Regions from separate parts of the Sus scrofa genome. Here region 2 is linked to region 1. Evidence: chromatin contacts called from public Hi-C data. All regions are on one chromosome and are shown on one strand. Each heading gives the region's core, a stretch centred on a gene start, on an enhancer-like site or on the middle of the called end of the contact. The rest is flanking DNA. Distances are from core to core; before and after follow the strand shown.

Region 1 (7,792 bases), core at 1,616-4,115:
TAGCGGGGACCCCCATCCACTCCCCGAATGTTAGAATGTTCCGCCCCCTCCTCGGACCCCACGACCACCAGTGCTCCACCCCTGACAATTTAAGATTTAGGCACGTTCAAGTTTCCTAAGCCTCAAATTAGCCCTTGTAAGAGCTTATCTTCTCTCTCCCCAGTCGACTCTTATCAAGTCTTAAGAAGCTGGGAAATGTTTTAAGTTCATCAGGCCCTAAATGCGGGCGTCTGGGGAATGCCCAGCGCTGTGGCTGTTGGCTCCCCCCGTTTGCCACATTCAGCCCATCTCCCGTCATCCTCTCTCTTCCCTTCATGGTGTTTGTGAAATGCTTGGCAAACTCGTCCCACCAATGAAAGGGAGATGGAGAGAGAATGAGCAGTTAACCTGACACTCGCAGCAAAATCTAGAAACTCTTCTCCTGACCGTGGCAGGCAAATACTCCATCAATCCAGCAACGGCCTTTTTAAAATCCTCTACCCCCCAAAATCGTTTTTAAATAAATGCTTAGAGTGTACCGAACAGGTGGCTTGGTTCCTCCCCTACGAGACCACCCAACACGGTGACCTCGTTTCTGAACCCCAACAGGGATGACAAGGCTTGAATTCCAGTAATAACCACGAACCTGTAGTGAGCACGCAGCCTGTGCTCAACGCCAAGGGTTTCACACATGCAAACTCAGTGACTCCCCTCAACAGTCCTTTGTTATCAAGATGCTTATTATTCCCAGTTTACAGATGAGGAAGCTGTGCCCCAGAGAAGCTAAGGAATTTCACCCCCAAGGAGATCTTTCTGGCTCACCTCCTATTTTACTGCAAATTGGGTCCATGCAGAAATTCCAAGCTGGATGTTTCCCACACTCGCAAACCAGCCTAGGAGATATGCTGACCACATGGAACAAGGGACAAGACTTAGGGGCTTCCAGCAAGGGCAGGCAGAGGTCAAACATACATCCGTGACTTAGGTTCAGGTGGTACAGAAGCGGACCTTGAGATAAGAATTTGTGTGCGAGAGCTTTACTAAGGAAGAAGGAAAAGAAACAGGGCACAGAGAGGAGGAAGAGCTGCGAAAGGGAAGAAGAAGTCAAGCCAAGGTGTGAAGTCAGGGAGGTTCCAGCTCGGGCCTGGCCCCGTGGGGGACTCTGGAGCATAAATTACACCATAGGGTCTGGCCTGCCTCCAGGCAGGGAGCTGGCCTTTTGCGGATGATCACTGGCTGCAGGTCGCCAATAGCTCAAGGGAAGACCTCCTGGGAGAGTCAGAGACAGGAAAGTGGAGCTGAAATGGGTACCCAGAATCAGTAAGGGGATCTGGGCAGAGCCCCGACAGCTCTAGTACAATCTGTTTAAATCCTGATCCTTCTATCTAGCTGTATTGCCTCGGGCAAGTTGCTTGACCTCTCTGAGTCTCAGGATCTGCATCCGCAATAGGAATATTCTTATGCCTTGGAGTTCCCGTCATGGTGCAACGGAAACAAATCCGACTAGGAACCATGAGGCTGTGGGTTCGATTCCTGGCCTTGCTCAGTGGGTTAAGGATCTGGAGTTGCTGTGAGCTGTGATGTGGGTCAAAGACACAGCTCAGACCTGGTGTTGCTGTGGCTGTGGTGTAGGCCGGCAGCTATAGCTCCAACCTCTAGCCTGGGAACCTCCATATGCCACGAGCATGACCCAAAAATTAAAAAATAAAAAAATATTCTTGTGCCTCCTTCATGGAGTTATTATTATCACAGGGTTCAATTCAATAAAATGAAGGTACATGGTCTAGAATCAGGTCCAGTCCCCCATGATGCGGCATCATGGGAATTACTCACAAAGACACAGAAAAAGACAAAAATCCACTGAACAGCTGTTAGTAACTCACAAAGACTTGCAAATGCACTCCTCAGCATCAGCCCCCATCCTTCTCCACCAGTCAGGAGGCTGGTACCATCTCCTTGAGCTGTGACCACACAAGCCAAATTATATCTTCCCATTAACGCTCCCCCCTTCTCCCCACAAAACAAGCTCCCTCGTAAGAGTTGAGAGCTGCCCCCTGCAAAGCCACCTACCACCCTACCACACATCAGGTGTCTGGAACCTGCATTTTATTTTGTTACCTTCCAGAGGGCACCACCAGTAAAGTTTGCAAAAAGGGCCCCAGGTGTAGGGGGCATGCAGAGAAATCTGTCCAGGGTTGGTGCTGCTGGCGCTCCCTAATCGAGCTTCATTGTTTTCGTTCTCTAATTAAGTGTCTCTGCTCACACTGCCAGCTCACCTCCGAGAAACCCAGCTACACGGAGCAGATAGGTAAAAGCTGACAATTAAATTGTCTTATCAAATTTTCACAGCTTAAGTTGTTCAATCGCATGGGGAATGATTAGTGTCTGTAAACAGAGAAAGAGAGTGGCAGGCCCACAGGCTGCAGGCTGCAGCTGGGTGGGGGGCTGAAGGTGGTCCCCTAGATGGGGCAGGAGTGCCCAACTCTGAGAAGGGAGCTTACCAGTCCTCAAAGGGCCCAAGAGGCCTTGTCCTGAGCATCTAGAAAGAAAGGAGTGGCAGAGATCGACTGACCTCTCTGAGGTCTCCGAGACGGCCCTGGACTTGGAGATGGCAGGCAGGGTCCAAGTCCAAGGCGCCACAGCTGACCATCTGGAAGAAACAGGCAAAGCCAGCAATGCACCTGAACTTCAGTGTACATACTGCACTTGCCTAGAGCAGAGACCTGAACCCTGGACACACCTGCTGCTTCCTCTCGGTGCCCCACTGAGAGTGGCTTGGTCCTCAGAGAGCCTTCTCCATGCAGACATCTACGCAGCTTCGGCTTACGGACCATTGAGCAGCCTGGTTTACAGATCACACCCTAAACGGGCCCCCGCTCCTTCCTGCCCAGGATGCTAGGCCCTCCCCACCATTACCCGGATTTTGATTCTTATCCTCTGAATCAGTGCCTGACCACTGGAGGCCATAGCCCTGTTGGCAATAAAGCATTCTTGTGGTTGCTGGAAGAATTGCTTTTTCTGTTTCAGATATTAAAGGAGAAAGCTTAATGTGTCTCATTTTCCTGGAATGTCTCATTTAGATTTGCTATTTGTATGTTCATGGTCCAGGCTCCCTGCCCCAACACACGCACAAAATCTACAAATTACACAGTTATGCGAACAAAACACTCAGCCCCATTTTGACCCTTGGCTTGGATTTTTGGCAACCATCACTTCCTTTGCATGAGATTTTTGACCTTCTGGTTATTAAAAACAGGAGTCCATTATTTGTTTTAGCTCAGTTTCCTGAAAGTATGGGAGAGCTACAGAACTCTGAGGAGTGGGGTTGGAGGCAGGAGTCTGGAAGAAAGGCCTTTGAGAGTGAATGTCTCTTCTCCCTAGTGGGTCAGGATGTTAGATAAAACCAGAGTTTAGACCCAGCCTTGTCCAGGCCCAGCCAGGCAGAGCCAGTGGCCAAGGCTGAACTAGCAGGCATATGATCTGGGAACCAAAGGAGGAGCAGAGCAGGTCTCCAGGCCAGGGGTGACATGGAAGGTGGGCATGAGGCTTAGAGTCAGACTTTGTCCAGCCCACGTCCAAGTTCTTGGAAGCAGAACCATCACTTCTCAGCCAGCTGCAGGGGGTTACCGTGCCTCAGCCACAAGGACTGCAACCTCTTCTCCATCGCTTTAGGACACTGTCACATTCACCACACCTGCGACCCTCTTAGTGCCTCCAAGAGGGAGGCAGGGCGGCGTCTCACCAGCCTATTTGATCTCGCAGGAACCATCCAAGTTCAGAAATGCTACCAAGAACCCACACTTCAGATACAGAATTCACATCTCAATGGGCTTAACTGACTAGCCCAAGGTTGTAAAAAACCTCTATGTCCTCCAGGAGTAGAATCTAGGGTTCCTAACTCCAAATACACTCATTTGCTCCCTTTCAGAACACTTTGGGGAAAGATCCATGTAAAACTCACAGGCCACTGGAAATCCATCTGCCCAAGTTGGAGACTCAGGAACGGACTCTGGGCACACGTACCCTGGAGAAGGGCAAAACGTGTGAGGTCTTCCTCTCTCCTTGTGCAATTTCCGTGGCTGTTTATTTGAGTTCCTCCCTTGTATAAAGACACTCCTCTTCTCTGCTTTTAACAAAGTGAGGGACTGCTGTCTATCTTTTGCAAAGTGTCTAAATGCTCTGCTCACCTGTCCCTCCCTCCTTTTCCACTCATTTTCCTCTTACAGAGCTGCTGCCCTGATGCAGGATGAAGGACACATGTCAGCGAAGGCAGCAGGGGGAGAAAGGGAAAGAAAATGTAATTTTCCTCTACACGGATGAAAATTTACACTGCGAGGATCATCTGCTTTTTGATGGGTTAGTCATGTGTTTTCCATAAAATGAGCCAGCTAAGTTAGAAAGATCGATAGGTTTGATTGACCGTGCAATGCCTTTGATTACTCATGTCAGGAGCCCATGCTGGTGCGGACAGTTCACCAGAGAAGCATCCTTTTTGCACCGAGTGGGACTCAAAGGTGAAGAGAAGCACGTGAACGGGACCCTGGGGAGACTCGCTGAGCTGTGGAGCAGCTGAGGGGAGAAATCCCACCAGACAAGGAATGTACACACGTGTCAAGTTCAAAGCTAACGGAGACCCTGGCATTTCAGCAAGCAGACATCTTCCACTTCAACCACTCTAAGACAAACAGCTGGGAATCTCCTGGGGGTCATGGGTACATCAGAAAGAAAACTGAGCAGAGAGAAAAGATGGGAGCCAAAGATGGAGAGTTGAGGGAGAAGGACTGGAGTGGGAAGCCAGAGATGGATGAACCAGAGCAGGGAAGAGCCCTTCCCCAAATCAAGGTAGCTCACTGTGTTAACTAAAGACAAAGCCCTCCCTCCCCCATCCCCGGATATATGTATATGCATAGCTGATTCACGTTGCTGTACACCTGCAACTAACACAACACTGTAAGTCAACTCTACTCCAGCAAAAGAAAATTTGAAAGCACCCCCTCCAGCCATAAGGTGGGGGAGGGCACACAAGGCTGCTCACTGACACGTGTCCCAGGGAGGAGAAACTTCCCTCACTTGATCCCAGATGCCCCCTCTCACGGTCGTGGGACCCTGACTGAGCTCCAGAGAGTTTACCTCCTCACAAAGCAATGCGCTCATTCAAAAATGACAGGATTTAGCCTAAACAATATTTGTGCCATTGCTATTCAGACCCAACTTTGTTAGGTAGGTTATACTTCAGGTCCAGCTTACTGATGGTAAAAGTGAGGCTCATTGACTTGTCCAAAGACACACATATGATGGGAGCCAACTGGGATTCAACCTCAGATGCCCACACCGTAAATCCATTACTCTCTCTGATGGCAAAATTTCACATCAGCCCTTCTCAGCCTCCTGGAGAAGAAGTAGGGCTGAGAGGACAGAGAGGGGCTCATTTTTCCAGCCCCACCCCCCAACCCTTCAGCTCCACCTGACAACCCCATCTGGATTCCTTCAGCATCAGAGACTGGAGCTCGCAGGCAGCCTGCAATACTGTTCGCACAGAACGTCCCTGTGAGCCCTTCGCCTTGACCCAGGCAGAAGCACGCAGGCCGGAGCCGTTAGTCTCTTCCTGGGGCCTCACCTCATCCATCACCAGCTCTCTGAGCGCCCGGCCCTCCCCCCTTCTTGCAAGGCAGAGCCAAGACAGAGAGGAAGGCTCTCAACAGGCCATCCAACACAGCCAGCTGTTCCCAAGCTGCTGCGCCTTTGGAGAAAAAGCTCCCTAACCTCGTGTGCATCATAAACATGTCTTTCCCAATCCTGGGCGTGGCCCTGGAGTCAAGGATCCTGAGAAATACCACGGAATTCAGTTCTCGGTGGGTCAGAGCTATAGCAGATGTTGGGGAAGAAGCAGATCCATTCATCCGCACACACGTGAGGAGACCCACTGCGTGGAATGCACTGTGCCTTGTGCTAGGTTCCAGGGAAACAGAATGAAAAGCCACATCTTCCACAGAACAGTAGGATCCCATGAGTCTTCAGAGATCAGTTAGTCCCATCTACCCATTTAAGATAGCAGAAAACTGAGGCCTGGGCATCTATCCAGAGAAAACCGTAATTCCAAAAGATATATGCACCCCAATGTTCACTGCAACACTATTTACAATAGCCAAGACATGGATGCAACCTCAATGTCCATCAATGAAGGACTGGATAAAGACGATGTGGTCCATGTATACATTTGAATATCACTCAGCCATAAAAATGAATGACATAATACCATTTGCAGCAACGTGGATGAACATAAAAATTATCATACTAAGCGAAGTAAATCACCAGAGAAAGACGAATTTCATGAGATCACTAATATGTGGAATCTAACCCAAAAAAATGATACAAAAGAACTTACAGAACAGAAACAAACTCAAAGATTTTGGAACCAAATTCATGGTTACCAAAGGGGAAATAGGGGGCAGGAGGGACAAATTAGAGAGTTGGGACTGACATATCCACACTACTATATAAAAAATAGATGGGTAACAAGGACCTACTTAGAGCACAGGGTAATCTACTCAATACTCTATAATAACCTACATGGGAAAAAAATCTGAAAAGGAACAGATGTATGTACATGTATATATATATATATATAACAGAGATATGTGTATATATTTAACTGATTTACTTTGCTATACACCTGAAACTCAAACAACTTTTTTAGTCAACTATGCTCCAATAAATTTTTCCTTAAATAAAAATAAATACTGTCAAAAGAAAAAAAAAAAAAAAACCTTGAGGTCCATGGAAGAGGGATTGACCTGAGATGTTTATGGGATGCAAGCCAATAGGGTCTCAGGCTGAGACTTTTAAAGTTGGAGCTGGAGGAGAAGCTGTGCAGGTGGGGCTTCCGGCCAAGGCAAGGACTAGAGAGAAAGCGTGAGAGGCCTTGTGCAAAGTGCAAGGAGGCATCCTTCTCCCCTCTCAGGGCCTTTCTCTACAAGTGTATCTATGGGAGGAGACATGTGCAGAGAGAAACTTTTCTCCAAATATATGGCTACTCCCGTGCTGTCCAATAAATCCTCTCTCACCCTTAAACTGGATGGTGCTGGGTTTCTGTCACTTGCCACCAGAGAGTTCTGGCTAAACTCGAGAACATGCTGTGCCCATCCCCCCACATCTGCTTCCTCTTTGTGACTCAGCTCAACCCTTCTGTCCCTCACCTCTGGCCGCTGGCACTAGGCTCATCCCCATGCTGCAGGGCTGGTGTCCCATCCTCCAGTACCGTCTCTACCAGCGTCTCCAGAGCTGCTGGGCGGAGCTTCCTAAAGCTTGGTGTCCAGGCTCCACCATCAGGGGGCTTAATAACCTAGGTGAGTTGAGCTGGTAAGAGGAAGAACACAGAAATAGCATGAGCCTCCACCTAGGAGGCAGGTGGACTGTGCTGGAACACTAGAAGAGCCAAATGCTGCCTGACTAGAGGGATGCGTCACTCATGGCGAGTGAGCGGGGAAGGTGGTGGAAAGCACGGGAGGGCCAAGGCCCTGAGAAGCGGGAGACAGGGTCTAGCATTCATTACGTCACGACCAGGAAGACGGAAGTGCTCTCGGGGACCTCTGCCCGCCCTTGCAGATCCCACATGCTGTCCATCGTGGTCTCTTCTCCTGCCTGCCCACATCTGCAGGGCTGCTGTGGATCTTTTGAGGCCACCCTGCCTACGCTAAAGATTCTGCCGGATGCCCACTGGCCCCCGCCCCATCTCCAGACCCAGTCTTGCTCCGAGCCCCAGGGCGCCACCCCTGAGCCCATCGCTGAGTCCAAGCATGGTATCCCGCCCACT
Region 2 (7,792 bases), core at 3,882-6,381, 140 kb after region 1:
CTTTTGCAGGGCAGAGCATCGGCCCTGCAGCTCTGAGGACCTGCTTACGAAAAGCTCCTTTCACTGTCCTGGTTCCAGCCTCTCCAGGCCTGGCCGTCATTTCGGAGGCACTTGCTCCCATGACCCACCACCGTGAATTCTGCGTGTACAACCTGACTCATGTTGAAAGCACGCAAGTCCTGCCCGTTGACCAGGTGGGCTGCTGCGGCTGCGTGTTCTCATGAGATGTAGCAGCATGACGAACCCCTACAAGAAGGGTTCACCGACCAGCCCCTGGAGCACCAGGGAGACACCCTGACTTCTGGAAGGAGCTGGGGGTGGAGTAGATGGATCAGAGCCCAGATCCCAGCTCTGCCCCCCCACATACCAACTGAACCGTCTCAAACAAATTCCTTAAACTTTGGAGCCTTGCTTTTCTTATCTATTAAATGGGAACAGCACCCGTTCGTACCCCGCAGGGTCTTGAGAGGGCCGGATGACCAGCCATAGACTCGGTGCTCCACACACAGCAGGGGCTCAGAAACGGAATGCTCCTCCCCTCTGAGTGCTTACTGGCCAGTCCCAGGATGGGGCCAAAGTGACAGCCGGCTCTGAGGTCAGGCTCCGTCTGGGCTGGGAGCCCGGCCCTGTGACCTCAGGCTGGTCCCCTCGTCATGCCTGGGCTCCCCGCTCCCTAAAACAGAAATAATAGAAGTACCTCCAGGAGACGGTCACCCACACCTGAGAACTGACTCCCCAGAGGGACTCCCTCTGCCTACTAGGGGCTGGTGGCTCCTGGGAGCAGCAGCCCCCAGCACGTCCAGTCTGCCCCTCACGGGCTGAGCACCTCCAGCAGCTGGAGCACGCCCTCAGCCACAGAGAGCCCGTGCTGTAGGTGGAAGTCACCACAGGGTTTAGGAACTATCCACCCAAGCTGCAGGGGACACCGGGTGGGCGGAGGGCACCAGGGCAGAGCCTGGGCCAAGGCGTGTGACCCCGCTCCTTGGGACCTGGGGGCAGGGTGCCAGGCTCTCCACAGGCCTGTGTCCTCTGAACCGTGGCCCTCTCTACCAGCCTGGGTCCTGGCGCTAAACAGGGTGGCTGAGGAGAGTTTAACAAATGGATGTGGATGCAGTCAGTCACTTCCGAGGGCTGCTGTTAAAACAACAGAAGTTATTATCTCAGTTCTGGAGGCCAGAGGTCTGAAATCGAGGTGGGGGCACAACCGCGACCCCCTGGAGGTTCTAGGGAGACCACCTCCTCGCCACGCCAGCTTTACCAGGCTCCAGGCCTTGTCTTGTGGCTGCATCACCCCAAGCTCCATCTCCTGGATAATGCGAGGCAATCTCATCTTGCCACCTCTCACTCAATGACACCTGCCAAGGCCCTGTTTCCCAATAAGGGCACTTCACAGTTTCCAGGGCTGAAGATGGCAACACGTCCTGGGGTTTGGGGAGCACTATTCAACGCACTAAAAGGACAGTTGACAGAAGTGCAAGCGGACTTAAGACAGACCACCTGGGACGGTGGAGCTGGAAGCATCCCTAGGCTTCAGGGGGTGAGGGGAGGCAGGGGACTGGACCCTGGCGAGAGCTGTGAGCGTAGCTGCCTGGCACAGGCACGGGCAACCCTCAGTTCAGCAGGGAGGGGGCAGGAAAACACTCCTGCTCTTTCTCTCAGTCCCCAGCCCCTGCTGCTGCCTCCCACTGACCAAAGAGAATGCAAAGCCCGGGTGGGGGAGCCCGGGTGATGCAGCCACAGCAGGCACACCTGGGCACACAGCAGTATGAGGAATGATCTGGAAGGGCAGGCATGAATATCCTGCACACTCCCAACACCTGACTCCACACATCTTGGTGGAGTCACTTAACCGGCCAGAGCCTCAGTTTGCTCATCTGCAGAGTGGAGCCAGCATCTCCTGGTGAGTGAGCCTCTCATTATAGGAGAAACATAAAAACTGGGTAACTGTTAAGTCTGCATTCTCTTCAACTTGCTCTAGATTTTTGCCTCTTATGCCAAACTCTTTTTTTTTTTTTTTTTTTGTCTTTTTGTCTTTTTAGGGCCACATCTGGGGCATGTGGAGGTTCCCAGGCTAGGGGTCCAATCAGAGCTGTAGCCACCGGCCTTACGCCAGAGCCCCAACAACTCGGGATCCGAGCTGCGTCTGTGACCTATACCACAGCTCACAGCAATACCGGATCCTCAACCCACTGATTAAGGCCAGGGATTGAACCCACGTCCTCATGGAGGCTGGTCGGGTTCATTAACCACTGAGCCACAACCAGAACTCCTTATGCCAAACTCTTGAACTCTACCCCATGCCTGTTCTAAATCACTCATGTTCCCAGAGCCAGCACTTCGTGGAGCCTGGCCTGACCTCCGCCTCCCTGCTACACCCGAGAGGAAGAGACCAAATGAGTGACATTGACGGCAGGACAGGAGAGTCTGTGCTCCTAGGACCAAACTGGGGTGGACCTGGCTGCGTTCACCACTGCAGACACAGCAAGGAGCCTGCAGCCAGAACACAGCCCGGCCAAGCCCACGGCCAAGGCCGCACACCCCACCTACCTCTGCCCAGCACTCTGCAGCCAGGGAGTCAAGGAGCTGCTAAAGACGATGTCCCCGGCTTCAGACACCAGACAAAGGAGTCCTGCCTATGCTGACACCCCCGAGCTCGGCTTGGAAGTGTCACCTTCTCACCGAGGCCAAGATGCAGAATCCCGCCCCGTGGGCTGCGCCGCCCAGCGCTCAGAGCACAAACCCGCAAATCACTTCAGCTGCTATTTCATCAGGTGCCACAGAACAAAACATACTGCAGAAATCACACAGCAGCTCTGTGGAAGGCCAAGCGGCCCTCCAATTACTGTCACATAACCTTCTCCAACTTGATCTCCCTTATCTTATCTATAATAGATAAATGCCCAGCCGCAGGGAAGAGAATTTTTTTAAAAAAACTGAGCATAATAAACCAGAAAAGTGCCACCTGTCACCAGCAGAAAGCGGTGCCCATTAGTGGGCTCAGAGCAATCCTTCCGGCCCCCACCAAGCCCCCAATCCAGGGAGGAGTGTTCTGGAAGTCCCGGCTTCCTCTGTCAGTAATATTATGACGCGCCCACCCTGAGCCAGGCGGGAGAGGAGGGGAGCACAGCGCCTGCCATCCTCCAACAGCTCGCAGTGTGGGGACACTGTCTAAGCCGCCAGCAGCCAGCCCGGAGATGTCCTTGTCGCCAGGAATGTCGCAGGCTCAGGCCCTGGACTCCCTCCCCACACCCCTGTCAGCCACTTGCAAGGGCCTGGCAGGAGGCTTGGTTAAATCCGCCCTCTCCACAGGAGCTGCACACTCTAATTTTGCTTTGGCAGAGACGTGAGCGGCCAGCGTGCCAGGCCATGGTGGGGGAGGGAAACAGAGCCGGCAGCCGAGGGTGGCAGCAAGAAGGGGCTGCCGTGGGCCTCCCTGCCTGCAGTGAAGTCTGCAGGCCGGTGAACTCACCAGGCTGCAGGGCTCTAAGAGAGAAGGGGGGCCTGCTGGGAGGTGCCCAAAGACCGGGCTTCTGCTTCTGGTCCACTTGCCCCCACACACACACACCAACTAGGGCCCTACTTTCTCCAACCAGGGGCCCTGTGAATCTTCACCTCGGGTTTGAGGGCAAAAGGCAGAGTAGCCATCTGCCCCTGGCCACCTGGGCCCAACACCTGACTCCACATCTTGGTGGAGTCACGTAACCTGCCGGAGCCTCAGTTTGCTCATCTGCAGAGTGGAGCCAGCACTAGGACCCACCCAAAAGGGCTATCGTTTCAAATGGGATGAAATGCAAGAAGTGTGCATAGTAAATGCTCCTTCAATGACACATGTCAGTATGGTTACAACTCTTATAATTTTCAGATGGGGAGCTGAGGGCCCAGGCGAGTGACACCCACAACACTCAGCAGGAAAGTGAGCTGGGAGACCCCAACCCTGGGGTACAGAGGCAGGCCCACCCTCGGCCAGCCCCCACGCCTCTCACCATAAAGTCTCCACATTCTGCACAGGCTACACACGCTCCATGGTGGCAAATAAGATGCTTTCCGGTCTGTCCTCTGGGGGTGGGCAGGGGCCCTCCCACATCGTGTCATTTCAGGGACCATTCGGGCTGTTGGACTTTCTCTGGGGTGGTTTCTCCAGCTATAAGATGAGGACGCAGAACTAGACGGTTCCACCATGTCCTGTGACCAAAGACCAACCCATTTCAACCCCAGCCCCCCAGCGATTTTGGAGACTCCGGCCTATTTAACAAGGCCCACTGCCGCCGAAGGTCAGAGCAGAGATGGCAACTTGCTGGAAATTTTTAAGTCATGGAAACAAAACTTTCACGGGAGAGGGTGGAACACGAGCAGTTTTCAACATGTATTTTTAGGACCCCGTACAGGCCTGGACTCCCTTTGATTCCTTTAGAAACAAAAACAGATGTGTGCTCAGGTTTGCCTGATTTAGACATGGGTGGGACCAGAAGAAAAACAGTTTCCCGGCCAGATTTTCTGATGTGTTGGGAAAAGCCAAAAGGTTCTTCAGAACAAAAAGACAGCCCTCGCCCCCGACTCCCCCTGTATCCCGTTCCCTTCCCTCTCCCAGTCTCCCCTCCCTGCTCCGAGGGGATGTCTGAGGGTCCGAGGTCTCCAAAGCACGGGCAGCCAGCCCTGACCGCAGCCTGAGCCCCGCCCGGCAGCTGGAGACAACTGCTTCCAGATGTGCGAGGTGCGTGGCCAGGACCTGCCCTGGCGGCCAGCGGAGAGCCTGGCGGCAAGGACCCTGCCAGGGACCCCCAGCCCCCACCACCCTGAGACATTCCTCTCAACCCACGACAGGAAACCCTTCCCCAGGCTCTGCTGAGCCAGCCCAAGCTCACTCCTCATCCACCCAAATTCAGATCTTATGAGCCCCATTTCCAGATAAGCCCAAGGAGCTCAGAAATATCCGGAGCTCGGAAGCCACAGGGGAAAGGCAGGTGGGTGAGTCCACAGCCTCCTCCAGCCCCGGGCACACAGCCTGTGGGCAGAGGCTTGGGCCGGCAGGGCCAACTGGGCAGCCACATCTGTGGGCAGAGAAGGGGCTTGGGCACCAGGGATCCCTCCGCTGCGCAGGCGGGGCCCTGGAGGAGGGCGGTCGGGACTGGGGAGCTGCCTCCCACACAACCACACCTGCTCCTGCTTCCTGTCCTTCCTGCCTCCGCAGAGCAATTGTAAAGGACTTGCCGCCTTTCCGGACATGGATCGCACATAAACGACAACTATTCGAGCGGATCCGTGTCCCCAGGCAGCACGTATGTGCAGGCAAACATGCAGGAGGAACACACACACACACACACACACACACACACACACACACCCTTTCCCGCAGCCCTGGGGTAGGGCAGCCCCTTGAAGGGAGGGGGCTGCTTGTTATATTTCTCTCTGATGGCCCCCCAGAGGGCACCCAGACCTCCAGAGTCCTGGCAAAGGGGAAGGAGGACTTAAGGGAAGAGAGAAATTAACAAAGGAGAGGAGAAAAGAAGGATTAAGAGGAGGAAGGAGGTGGGGATGGGAGGGGAGAGGAAAGGGGGTGGGAGGGAAGAGGAGGAGGGGGGCGTGCTGAAGCAGCCTCCTCTGAGCCCCAGTGAGTGACAAGGTGTAGCCCATTAGGCTCCAGGTCTGGAGACAGACATGCACTAAACCAGATTTTTATCAGCTGTGTGATCTTATGCAAGTGACCTAACCTCTCTGAGCCTCAGTCTTTTGACTAAAATGGAGATAATACAGTAGCTGTGTCAGGGGGAAGCACAGAACACACAGAACAGTGCCAGGTAAGTGGCAGGTGCTCAAAGAAGGACAGAATGGTGTTCCTGGGGACCCAGGTGAGACCACACACGTCTCATGGCAGGCACATGGTAGATGCTCAGAGGCTACTGACTGCCCTTGTCACCAGTAGTACTGTCACCCGTATCACAGGCAGGCACTGCTCCCAGTGCCTTTGTGGCCAGGATCTCCTCTGACCCTCCAACACCCCTGCAGGGGTTATATGGTTACTCACATCCTGCAGACGGGTTAGACAGAGGCTCAGAGAGGTTGAAAAGTCACTTCTTCACGAGCACAAAGCTGGCAAGTGGCAAAGCCAAGATGTAAGTAAGAGGGGTCTTGGCACCTGTGTCTTTGCCATGGCATCTCTACAAGGCGCGGGGGGGGTGGTAAGGGGGGTTGTCAAGTTTACATTGTGATTTTTCAGAATTAAAGTCAATGAGGGGATGATTTGATAATTATCATTTATTGAGCATTTACTGCATACCAGGGCCTGTGTGGAGCGTTTTTGTTTTTGAATCCTCATGATGACTTCATGAAATAAGTATTATTACCTTTGTTTTTTAAATGAGGAGAGTGGAGCAAAAAAAATGGTTAAGCAATTTGCCCACAGTCGCCAGCTAGTAAATGATGGACCCTGATTCAAGCATGAGCAGTGTCCCCAGAGCCAGGCTTTTAACTACTCAGCTGGAGACAGATCAACCTCATACAGATACGAAACAGTCTCGAAGACTTTTTTTTATATATATATTTTTGAGTCAAAGGAAAGGGCTGGAGCTGGCTGTCTAATGCGCTCTGCATTTAAGAGGAGATGTATGGCCACATAGGCTTTAACGTGCACAGAGCATCCAAGATGCTGTGGGGAAGCTGGTCAGGATCACTGCCTCCAGGAAGAGGAAGTGGGAAGCTGGGGTCTGGAATGGAGGGAGATTCATGCTTTTGCACCCTTTCCATTTTTTTATAGATGCCTTCAAAAGTATGAATGTGTAAGCCCCCTGTTCAGAAAGAAATGATTTTTACTGCTTTGCCAGCTTAATGGAAATACAGCACTCACTCAAGGAGAAGCCCAGCAGGGACAGAGGTGGTGCCCCTGACGGAGGTCCCTCTACCTCCTCTCCGCAGAGGAGCAATAAAGGGACATCACATTTGAATCTGTGTCCACAGTCCCTGAAAGAGACTAGCCATGGCTCCAGGGTCTTTCCCTATTCCCTGGAGAGGAATCGGCTCCAGGCCCAGGACTTGGATGACAGAGAGAGGCCTGCAGACCCTCCCCTCTAGTTGGAGAAATGACCTTCTCATCCTGGAGAGTGCTCTAGAACTTTCTATAGCTCCCTACTGCCTCTAGGAAGGCTGCCTGCCCTCACTCACTGTCTCCCTCTGGGCCAGCGTCTGGACCAATAATAGAGTAAGGGGAGCTGGGGATAAAAGGCTCCTCCTAGCTCTAAAAACGTGAAGCCCCCCTTGCTCCAGACCCCCCTGCCTTCCTCCTCAAAGCCCCCCCTTTTCCTGCTCCTCGGAGCATCCCACGTGGCCCTGAACCCCTACACCACCTACCCAGGGTCCACAGAGACTCACACCTAACAGGCTCACATTTAGATCTTCTTACACTATAATGGGCCAGTATGTACTTTAGCCGAACACCTCAATAGCACATTTACACACCCGTCTCAGATTTCAGAGGTCCATACTCTGTGGCCTCGGAGACCTTCCAGTGGCAGTTCTCTCCAAGTTCAGCATCCTGGGGGCACTTCATCCAAAGGCACAGTCAGGGGGCCCCAGGGAGGGCCAGCTTCAGTCAGTGTGTGGCCTGGGTCTCTGAACACTCCCATTTAACTCCCCCGCAACACACACACACACACCCCGATGCAGCCGGTAGGTGGGCTTCATCTGGCTGCTGGCTGCCATTCGGCCCTACGGTTTTGTCCCCTCTTGGGGTGGTGGGGCTGAAAGGGCCACTGGAGAAAAAGCAGGCTGGGGTTGGGGCGAGGGGGTGATGAATTCACTT

What was found. A called contact is a pair of places that touch in the nucleus more often than the background predicts.
Region 2: a Hi-C map of embryonic fibroblasts shows a contact between it and region 1, with 2.0 times the contacts expected there. The contact joins two enhancer-like sites. A contact is called at or near these places in 3 of 47 Hi-C or Micro-C datasets (alveolar macrophages, embryonic fibroblasts and epiblast stem cells) and 1 of 2 datasets of contacts at active chromatin or transcription factors (skeletal muscle).

The regions. Positions count from the first base shown.
Region 1 is chr6:26,888,771-26,896,562 of Sscrofa11.1, forward strand. The region is part of intron 1 of LOC102162742 (a long non-coding RNA gene); the gene reads right to left. Among named protein-coding and RNA genes, the nearest start is that of CDH5, 220 kb to the right of the region's middle. Within about 2 kb of position 2,866, at least 13 of the 83 cell types and tissues checked have an H3K27ac peak or open chromatin away from gene starts, as enhancers often do. A contact at or near this core is called in embryonic fibroblasts, where this site is marked.
Region 2 is chr6:27,029,555-27,037,346 of Sscrofa11.1, forward strand. No RefSeq gene overlaps it. Among named protein-coding and RNA genes, the nearest start is that of CDH5, 75 kb to the right of the region's middle. Within about 2 kb of position 5,132, at least 19 of the 83 cell types and tissues checked have an H3K27ac peak or open chromatin away from gene starts, as enhancers often do. A contact at or near this core is called in embryonic fibroblasts, where this site is marked.